Linked DNA regions of Mus musculus: region 2 is linked to region 1. A link is a contact called in public HiChIP or PLAC-seq data. All regions are on one chromosome and are shown on one strand. The core of a region is the stretch at or near the end of the contact, and the rest is flanking DNA. Distances in the headings are between cores, read along the strand shown. Region 1 overlaps Tead1 (TEA domain family member 1). Region 2 overlaps Parva (parvin, alpha).

What was found. HiChIP or PLAC-seq counts read pairs in DNA pulled down with a chosen protein or histone mark.
Region 2: a contact with region 1 is called in an H3K4me3 HiChIP or PLAC-seq map of embryonic forebrain, with 5 times the contacts expected there. The contact joins two enhancer-like sites. A contact is called at or near these places in 1 of 39 promoter capture datasets (neural stem cells), 1 of 15 datasets of contacts at CTCF or cohesin (the NIH/3T3 cell line), 7 of 484 Hi-C or Micro-C datasets (the HL-1 cell line, the N1E-115 cell line, cardiomyocytes and 4 more), 11 of 115 datasets of contacts at active chromatin or transcription factors (embryonic basal ganglia, embryonic fibroblasts, embryonic forebrain and 8 more) and 1 of 9 other capture datasets (embryonic stem cells).

The regions. Positions count from the first base shown.
Region 1 is chr7:112,718,293-112,723,136 of GRCm38.p6, reverse strand. The region is part of intron 1 of Tead1 (TEA domain family member 1); the gene reads right to left. Among named protein-coding and RNA genes, the nearest start is that of Tead1, 41 kb to the right of the region's middle. Within about 2 kb of position 2,311, at least 151 of the 459 cell types and tissues checked have an H3K27ac peak or open chromatin away from gene starts, as enhancers often do. A contact at or near this core is called in the HL-1 cell line, the NIH/3T3 cell line, embryonic forebrain and 3 more, where this site is marked.
Region 2 is chr7:112,465,554-112,470,397 of GRCm38.p6, reverse strand. All of the region lies in intron 1 of Parva (parvin, alpha), which reads right to left. Gm45998 (a long non-coding RNA gene) reads right to left here. Exons shown (of 2, transcript XR_001778261.2): 2 at 4,489-4,844. Among named protein-coding and RNA genes, the nearest start is that of Gm45998, 17 kb to the right of the region's middle. Within about 2 kb of position 2,602, at least 162 of the 459 cell types and tissues checked have an H3K27ac peak or open chromatin away from gene starts, as enhancers often do. A contact at or near this core is called in the HL-1 cell line, the NIH/3T3 cell line, embryonic forebrain and 3 more, where this site is marked.

The sequences.
Region 1 (4,844 bases), core at 1,062-3,561:
CACGAAAGCTGAAGTTCTCTTGTCTCCTGATACTGCTGGGAATTCTCCCTGTCTTCCCCACCACTCAGACAAGGAGACAAACACTTGAGATCCATGCCACCAAGACTAAGCTCATCCTTAGTGCCACCTTCTGCCCAGTCTCTGGATGCTGCCAGAGGTCCACCTGACTTTCAACCCTTTAGACATCCTGCCACCTCCATAGGCTGTTGAAGACCAGCCCCTTACCCCACCTCCCACCTCCACAGTACATGATAACCCCAAATACCTTTGCTTCCCAGAGGATTGGACTGGGGTAGTTGTCCAAATTAAGCGGGTATAAGTACCAGCCAGGTAGAAGAGGGGATTAAATATCTGTAAGTGCTGGCACACAAAATCCAACCACAGGGAGCTAACCTCAACCCAGGGCTCCTAAGGCCCTTGGCTCATGCTCCTCAGCCCTCTGACCTCCACTGTTCATCTCAGAGTGACAACTGCCCCCATTTCCTCAGCCCTCTGACCTCCAATGTTCATCTCAGACAACGGCCCCAATCTCCTCAGATTTTTTTTTCAAGGAAAAAAAAAAAATCAATGAGCTGACCAGATGGTCAGTAAACCAGATTCTTGTGATGGTGTTTGCTCGGGTCTCCCACCATCACCAGGCAGCTTGAGCCCCTGCTGTGGAATGCTGTCCTCCACTATCCCAGGCAGCTCAGCAGGTCTGCTTTGCCGTCCAGGGTGGCTTGGTTCAGCAGTTTCTTGCCATGCCTACTTACAACTGACATTAGCTGAATTTGAGAATTGTAAGGTAGAAAATTTTTACATCTAAAAACCTAATGTTTAATTTTTTGCAAAAGCCTTCAAGTCTCCTGGTCAGTGCCACTCCTTTATGGTGCCTCTTTCTCAATGTCCCTCTACCCTACTAGGAGCACTCGAATGTCCCAACTTCTTCATTACTGTTCCTGTCACTGGCCATGGCAGTGCCTGCTCAACTGTGTTCTCCTCCACTGACTGCAAGTTCCTTGGAGACAGGCCTGCATGTTCTGCTCACAGCCTAAGCCTGTCTCCCAGCCCGGTGGGAGCTCAGCTGATTATTGTGGGCATGCATGGGTTAGATAAGTGAATAGTATCCTCAGAGTCGCTCCATCTGTAAGATCCCCATAGCTCCTTCTGGCTCAGTTAGGATAACATGTTCATGTCTGTGTTGCTGGCACAGGAGACAGGTGCAACTGGACGCTGACACTTGGCCCTCTGCAACTGATTCAGTACTTAAGTATACTTTACAATGCATTTCTCAGACCCATAGCAGACTTTCAGCTTTCCCCCATACCCATTGGTTCTAAGGGGTCACGGTCTGTAGTCCAGCCCAGGCTGATCTCGAACACAGGACAATCCACCTGCCTAAACCACATGAACTGCAGGTACGCTTAAAAGGTAACTTTTAAGTATCTTGTGGTTTCCAGCTAGCCTACAGAACTATAGAAATATACCATAAATATATATAGATATATAGATAATCTCATCTAATTCTTAAACTGCAATGGTCAGCCATTTATGAATGTTTTATTTCATCCTTAGAATATCAGTGTCATGGAAAGATCTTAAGGTCAAGTTTTGGACATTTGGCTTTCAAGGTCAGTACCTTCCCTTGTGATTACAGACACATTATTTTAATCTCTACCCATCTCCATTTCCTCATCTCTAGAATGAGGAATAAAACAAATCCAACTCACAAAACGTTTCAATGTCAGAATATCCCAACTGGAAAGTCAAGAGAATAGTCATTTTAGTCCACATGCCTCCAACTTAGAAAATGCAGTTTTCCTGAATTAAGTAGCAGTTATTAGATAAACTGCTATAGTAACTGTTATGTCAGAGTAGGTGACAGAATGTCACTCATGATAAACAAGGCCACCACCAAAGCCCAGACCCAGAGACACAAAGGCCAGAGGAACCCCAGATACACTTGCAGGCTGAGAGCAAATGGGCTGCAAACGTTGGGGCCTCCTAGGCAGGCCTCACCACGTGATTCACGATAGGACCCCAAGAGAGGTGGTTGTGAGCATGGTGTCTGCGGCAACAGAAATGAGCCAACCTGGAGAGTGAGCAGGGAGGGGAGGCTAGGAGTTCCCCTTCCAAAAAGGGCAAGAGGAGCCCTGCCCCAGTCCAGCCAGTCGGGCCAGGCAGCCCACAGGGAGCTTCCCGCCTTTTTCTTCTTCTTTCTTCTGCATGAACTTTCCCAAACCAGCTCTGCCTGTTTCACGCAGGAACCCGGCTTGCGAGTGCACATTTTATTATTTCAGAAGAAAGCATCTGCAGCCGGCTAGTGAGTCATCTGTAAGCCTTGTCAATCTGCCAGCAGCCTGCTCCTCTTCATTACAAACGTAAAGATAAAAGCCCTCACTGCATTAGCCGCCATCCGCCTCCACAGACAGCACAAATAAATTAATTGTGCCTCATCGCAAACAGCGGAGAGGTGTGCAGGAGGGGGGATGGGCTCCGTGTTTCATTAACAAATTAAATAGCAACAGAGCCACCGCACACCCGGCTACACTGCCAACTTTAGATTCTCCCACCAGGCAAGCACCCGGCCAGCATCACCCAGGTAGAGCGGCCACCATTAAGTGAGGGAGGAGTGAGGGAGGGTTGGAGGAGAGGGCGGCACTGTGAGGCCAGACCTAACCTTGGCATCCCCAGTGCAAGCCTGGAGCCCAGTCACCGAGTGCCCGTCAGACGCTGAGTGCTGCTGTGGCAAGCCCCCCCCCCCTTGCAGGGGGTGTTTCCACAGTTCTCCCCAGGCAAATAAGCAAACCAGTTCTGGGGCCCTGGTATGCATGGCCCAGTGAGAGAGCCTGTCATCAAGGCGACGCTGTCATACTGAGGATAGCAAACATTCCAGAAAGAACAGGGTGAGTCAAGACCAACTTGAAAAACACGTCAGACTCCCCCATACTACCAGCTAGGATTACACCCTCAAACACACCTCTCTGAGATTTCCTGCTTTAGTCACAGGCTATTTGTTACAATGCCGCGATTCTCTTCTCAGTCTATAGTACATCATTTAGGAAAGCTGCGTTGTGAGAGAGTTGAAGGCGTGTGACTAAAAACCATTCCTTTTATGTTTTTATCTCCAAAGACACAAACATAGTGCATGGGGGTGGGGACAGGAAATGGGAGCGGGGCGGGGGGGTGGGGGGAGAACAAAGAGAAGTCTAAAAAGAAGAGGAAAAGACCCCCAACTCTCCGAATGTCACCCTATTAACTCGTGACCTGTAAGGAAGTTAAGATCACAAACAGCTAATCCAACCATAAAATATGTCCAAAGTATTTATTATACAGATGGACATTTGGGCTCAGTTGTTAATTTAGTTGGTTTGTATTTTATCTGTAAAATCCCGGAATCTAAAAAATTCTACATAGGGGGAAAAAAAATTGACCTGAGCTAGCTAGCTAGGAGCTGCCCATAAAAAGCAAAGGAAATAAAAGCTTAAGAAGAAGAATAAGTCAAGCCATATGCAACCTTTCCACGATCCAAGAAAGAACTGAACACGTGCACCCCTGACCCAAGCCTTTGTAAAACACTCAGCATCTGCAGTGGGCCACAATGTTGCAGCACAGTGGAGCTCCAGACACTCCTCTGGAAAACAACTTAGGAGTCAGTAGCCATTGAGAACTAAAAAAATTCTTTTGTCTTTTAACTCATCAAATCCTGCTTCTGGAAACTGACCCTAAGAAAATAATCTACAATCACAGTAAGTCTGCATCTCAAAGTATCATTTATTAACATCATAAAATCGGGGGGGGGGGGAGGGGGAGGAGAGACATCTAAATACCCAACAACAAAGAACTGGGAAAGTAAACTCAGTCAGTCTGTAGGATGCAGGGTGAGACCATCAAAAGTCATCCTGAGAAAGACAGCCATGAGAAAAGCATTTGCTTACGGTCTCTGTGGTGGCAAGCCTACAGATACATGACAAAGCACTTCAGTGTGGGGGTCTACTGGTTATTTTAAAAGAGCTCTCTTTTTTTTCTGCTCTTTTGTTTTGCTTCCTTTATTGTTATTAGAGATTTTTTTTGTTGTCATGATAGTTATTATTTTGGTTTTTTTGTTTGTTTGTTTTGTGAAATAAGGAAAAAAATGTAGGGTATAGAGACAACTGCTTTGCTCACATTTAAAGGAGAATCAACACCAATGGCGCACGGGAAGGGGGTAGTCGACAGACCACACTTAATCCTGGAGCCTGTGTCCTAGCTTTGCCCCCAGTGACATGTGTGACTCCCAGCAAGAAGCTTGAAGAAGAAAAGGTGACTGAGAAGAGGGTTAGAACTGTCTTTAGGCCGGGTGTGGTGGCGCACGCCTTTAACCCCAACGCTCGGGAGGCAGAGGCAGGCGAATTTCTGAGTTCGAGGCCAACCTGGTCTACAAAGTGAGTTCCAGGACAGCCAGGGCTATACAGAGAAACCCTGTCTCTCAAAAAAAAAAAAAAAAAGAACTGCCTTTAGGCAGGCTGTCTGCAAGAGGCTATGAGGTGACAGCAATATCCAGAGATGGTCCACACTGACCACTGCAGTGTCTCATTCCAAGGCCACTCTCCTCTTTGGAAAACAGTTTCTCCCTCAGTAAAAGGAAGAGGTTCCAGCACTGTCTCCAGGTCAGTCCTCTGTTAGAGCAGGGTAAAGGTGAGCATGTTAAAGTGAGGGTCCACAGCCTGCCTTTAAACGAGCTCTCCAGGCAACTCTCACACACACACCAAGGAGCACGGGGGAGCACTGAAGAGCGAGGAGCATGGGGACGGGGCCAACAGCTTCCAAGTCCCAATATCCACACTCCTATGCCCATCTCCCCACCCACATCAAACTGCAGAGGA
Region 2 (4,844 bases), core at 1,353-3,852, 250 kb after region 1:
ACACAGCTACTCCTCTCCCTGTCTTCCCAGAACTCAGGACAGCCGATGTTCCAACTTCTCAGTGGTGATCTCGATCTTAGGAATTTCTAAACCAAGATGAGCCCTTTAAACACTGAAATGGAAGGAAATCAGGAAGCCCTCATCAAGGTCTGGTCGCACACATAATATAAGTTCATTTATCTCTACCAGCGTCATTTCATGGCTCTCGGTAGCTTTTGTCCTCTTTGTAGACCTCTGGGGTAAAGGACATTTGGGGCCTACACATGTTTGCAGAACAGGCTGGTACATCCTGTCCTTGCTACAGAGCCTGGCACATCGGTGGCAAAACAGACTTCTCTTTTGACACACTTTCTTTCAGGAGTCTGGTGGCTGCAGAAACCACCCCAGCCTTCGTCCCCTGCTGGCTGCTAAACTGCCTCCTGGAGCCCCCTGGTGGCCAGTACTATATTCACACCCCCCAGCCATACACTCTAGGACAAGGAGAAAATACCCTTAAAAAATCCACTCAAAGGTGAATCACTGATATGTATTACCATACCCGCTGGCACCCTGCATGTTCCTTGAGGCTGCCCTGGAAAATGACACCTTTCTCTAATGTCCCATCCATTTCTTATCCTCTGGTGTCTTCTGGGTACCAGGCTGTGTTGGTAGAAGAAGAGTAGCAAGCTCCCAGGGAGCTTTCCAGCATATAACAGAATGATCAGTCCCACACCCCTAAGCAAGCCCTGGGGACTGCACCAGTTGCCTCAGGGAAAGTGGAGACAAAAGGAGGGCAGAGGTGAAGAGTCAACCAGACCTTGCCATCTTTCCCAAGACTTCAGAAGGGAGCCAGGTAGAGAGAATGAAAGGCATTCCATGGAGGGGGAGTCTAGTGCTCAGGAAGCTAGAAGCTCTCAGGAGGGAGAGTGACAATGGGCCAGTGACACATGCAGGGATAAACGGAGAAGGCTCTTTCTTGAAAGCCTTGTGTATCATTGTGTCAGCACTGACTTTTCTAAGCATGCTGTAGGCTTCATACATCATTTGATTCCAACTTCACAGACGCTACGTAGGCCATCCATGACCCACCAACTCAACGCAGCCTGACTATGAGGAGATGATCAGAAGCACCCAACTTCCTGGAAATATAAGCTCTAGGGGCTGGACAGATGGCTCAGTGGTTAGGAGCACTTGTTGCTCTTCCAGAGGACCTGGGTTTGATTCCTAGCCACATGGTGGCTCACACCCATCTGTAACCCTAGTCCTAGAAGATCAGGTACTTTTTTTGTTTTGTTTTGTTTTGTTTTGTTTTTTGCCTCTGTGAGCACTATATGAATAAGACGCACAGATATACAAGCAGGCCAAAAATGTTCATCACACCAAAAAAAAAAAAAAAAAAAGGCAAAAATTTTAGAAAGAAAATATAAGAACCAAGGAAAGCCTGAAACCTATCCCTACCACAAGGAGATTAGGAATCTGGGCCCACCTAAGGAAATGTGGTCCCGGAGCAGAGAAAGATGGTTCTTAGGTAAGAAGAGCTAAGAGAATCCAAACAAAGTGTGGGTGTGTCCTCTAGTGAAAGCTGTGCATCAGTACTGGCTCACCCACTGTAACCAAGGTCTCCCACCAGCGTGAGTCTACAGTAGGGGGAAGGGTATGAGATATACATGAGGACCCTGTATTAGCCCCATATATTCTCTATAAATTCAAGTCTTCTCCAAAAAAAAAACAAATTAAAGCCTATTTTAAAATTATTACTGTTCACCTAAATATCTAAAGGAAAAGAAATGAAGGGATCTTTTAAAAGAACAAAGAAAGAAAAACCTTTGAGACAGTCTTTCATTGAGCCTAGAGTTGTGTTTTCAGGCTACATTGGCAACCAGTAAGCCCTAGTGACGTGACATGGATGTTATTACACATGTGCCCACACATGTGGAGATCAGAGGAGAACTTTCTGGAGTCTGTTTTCTCCTACCATGGGTTCTGGGGGACAGAATTCAGGACACAGGCTTTCATAGTAAGTAAGTACTTTTACCATTCTGTCAAGCCAGTCTTCAGCTTCCGATTCTGCCCCTTCCACTTCCCATTGCCTGGGCCTCCCGAGTGCTGGGACCACAGGCTTGCACCACGATGCTCAGGCTTATGCAGTACTGGGGTGGCACCCAGGGCTTTGGGTACACTAACTGGGTGAGCTCTCTGCCATCTGAGCCTCTTGGTTTTACACAAAGGTTCCATGTGATGAGTCACTAAAAATGGTTCTACGGTGATTTTTCCCCCTGTTTTATTTTCACATTTGAAGCTAAGATGGTTGTGGTGGTGGAGGATCCTCGGCTGTGTCCAGGGAAGGAAGGACACGGGTTTTGGAGTGAGCAATCTGGCAGGCTCAGCGTGAATCACAGACTGGTTGCGGGCACTGGGCCCTATTGAGATTTGCCGGTGATGCGTCCAGAGAGAGGAGGAGAAACAAGCAAGAGAGAACCAACTTCCCTAAAAGGAGAAAGCAAGAGGCCTTGTGTAGGACCCCTTGGATCCAGCCACAACCAATCAAATGTATCCACGGCTGAGCCCCAAATGTACGCCTGGAACAGGCTGGGCTGGCCCTCTGCAGACCGGCCTGACAGCTAGTCAAGGGAAAACAACCGCAGCACAGGAGGCGAAGCAGCTGGCTGGGGCCCTGGCTAAGGGAGGGGAAAGGCTTAGAGGGAGTTTCCTGAGAGCTGAAAAGAGCTAGGGTGTTTCACACAGGAGGCTTGGAAGCTAAATCTTGAATCCCAGGCAGAACAAAGGAGATCCCACATCAGTCTGAGGGCCATCCAATCCCTGATCCACAGTCCCTGGACCATACTGACTAAGGGTCCTGGGACTGCATATCCAACCACGCTCCCTGAATTTTGTAGCTTCCCCTGGTCTCCATGGTCAGTTAAAATCAGGACTCAGTGTGCCACCTGGAAAAATGCTTGCTATCTGCATTCCTCGAAGCTAGGGACATGTCAGCAAGTCCAGTCACTCCTCCAAAGGCATGATATCATTCCACATAGCCTGGCAAGCAATCTCTCTAAAGAGACTTCCTCCTCTTCCTCTTCCTCTTCCTCCTCCTCCTCTTCCTCCTCCTCCTCCTCCTCTTTCCTTTTGAAACAGGTTCTCATGATGGAGTCCTATCTAGCCTAGAACTCACTATGTAGACCAGGCTGGTGTTGAACTCACAGAGATCTGCTTCTGCCTCCCAAGTGCTAAGATTTAAAACACTCACTACACCTGGAAAAAAAACCAGACTTACAATTTCTCAGCCAAAGGTTATAACAGAATGTGCTACAGTTAAGGATATTTGGTACAAAAATGTTGTTTGTATTCCTCTTTCTGCTGCAACCAATTACCACATATTTAGTGGCTTAAAACAACGCACATTCATTATTTCACAATGGTGGAGGTCAGAAGTCACAATAGGTCTCACTGGGCTGGAGTCAGGACGTCAGCAGGCCCATGTTCTCTTCTGGAGGCTCTGAGGAGAATCTCTGCCCTTCCCTTTTTCAGGTGCTGGTGGCCTCCAACATGGCTTGGCTCATGGCTCCTCACCCTGTGTTTACAGTCTGTCCTGTCACATATCTCTGACCTCTCGTCCCTGGCCACACCTCCCTGTAGCTCTCAGGTCCCTCTCCTCCACTTTTAAGGTCCCTTGCCAGTGTGGGCACACACACCTGATGATTCAAAATCATTTCTATTTCTACAGTCACTCGATTGATTACCTTAATGATAATTTGACTTTTACTGTTAATTTCTCATCATCATGAAAGGCCCTAGGGATTAATATGTGGAATTTGGAGGGGCCATTACTTACTGGACTGCCCTAGCTTCTCATAACCCATGAAAAACATTGAAAAGAAGAATTAGAAGATTGAGGTCGGGTGTGGTGGTGTATTCCTTTTACCCCAGTACTTGGGAGGCAGAGGCAGGTAGATTTCTGTGAGTTCAAGGTCAGCATGGTCTATATATATTGAGTTCCAGGACAACCAGAGCTCTGTAAAGAAAAGAAAACTAAAAGATTGATCTGATTCTTGGTGTCACAGTTTTCAGCCCATGGCAGGAGCTCCATCACTCTGTGTAAGGAGAGCGCCTCCTGACAGCTGCTGACCACGTGGCAGAGGGAGAGCTGGGGAGAGGACCCTCTCCAAAGACTCAACAGTGGCTTAATTCCTCCAACTAGGTCTGATTCTCAACAGTCTATTAGGCTATGAACTTAAGTGTAGACTCACACACTGATGAAGACAGGACTCCCATGGTTCAATCACACCTCAACAGCACCACCAGCTGGAGAGCAAACCTTCAACCCATAAGCTTTTAAGGGTGTTTAATCCTATCTGCCACCTACCACACTCTCGTCTTCTTAAAAACAAATCATAGTATTTATTTGTTTGTTTATCCATCTATTTATTTGTGAGTGTGTGTGCATGTGTGCACACACATGTTTGCCAAGGTGCACATGTGGAAGTCAGAGGACTCAGTTTCTCTCTCTTTTTGATCATGTGGTTCCAGGGGTAGAGAGATTTATAGGCAAGCACCTCTCCTTGAGCCAGCTTTCAGGCCCCACAACTGACCATGTCAAGTCAAATTACAGGAGGTAATAATCCTGTCTCCAAAAAGAAAAACAAAACAAAAATCCCCATTTCATCAAACATGGACAGTAACTATTTAATTTTAGACAAAGTCAATGAAGTGGACACCTCTAATCTTCAGAGCACAACACTCCCCTGCTCAGACCCTACACTGGCTTTTCTGTGTCCTTGAAAAGATTCCTAAAAGCTCCTTTTAGACTTTAGTACCTCACCTCTCACTAGTCTTCTAGCACCTCCACGTTGTTGCTTTTGGGG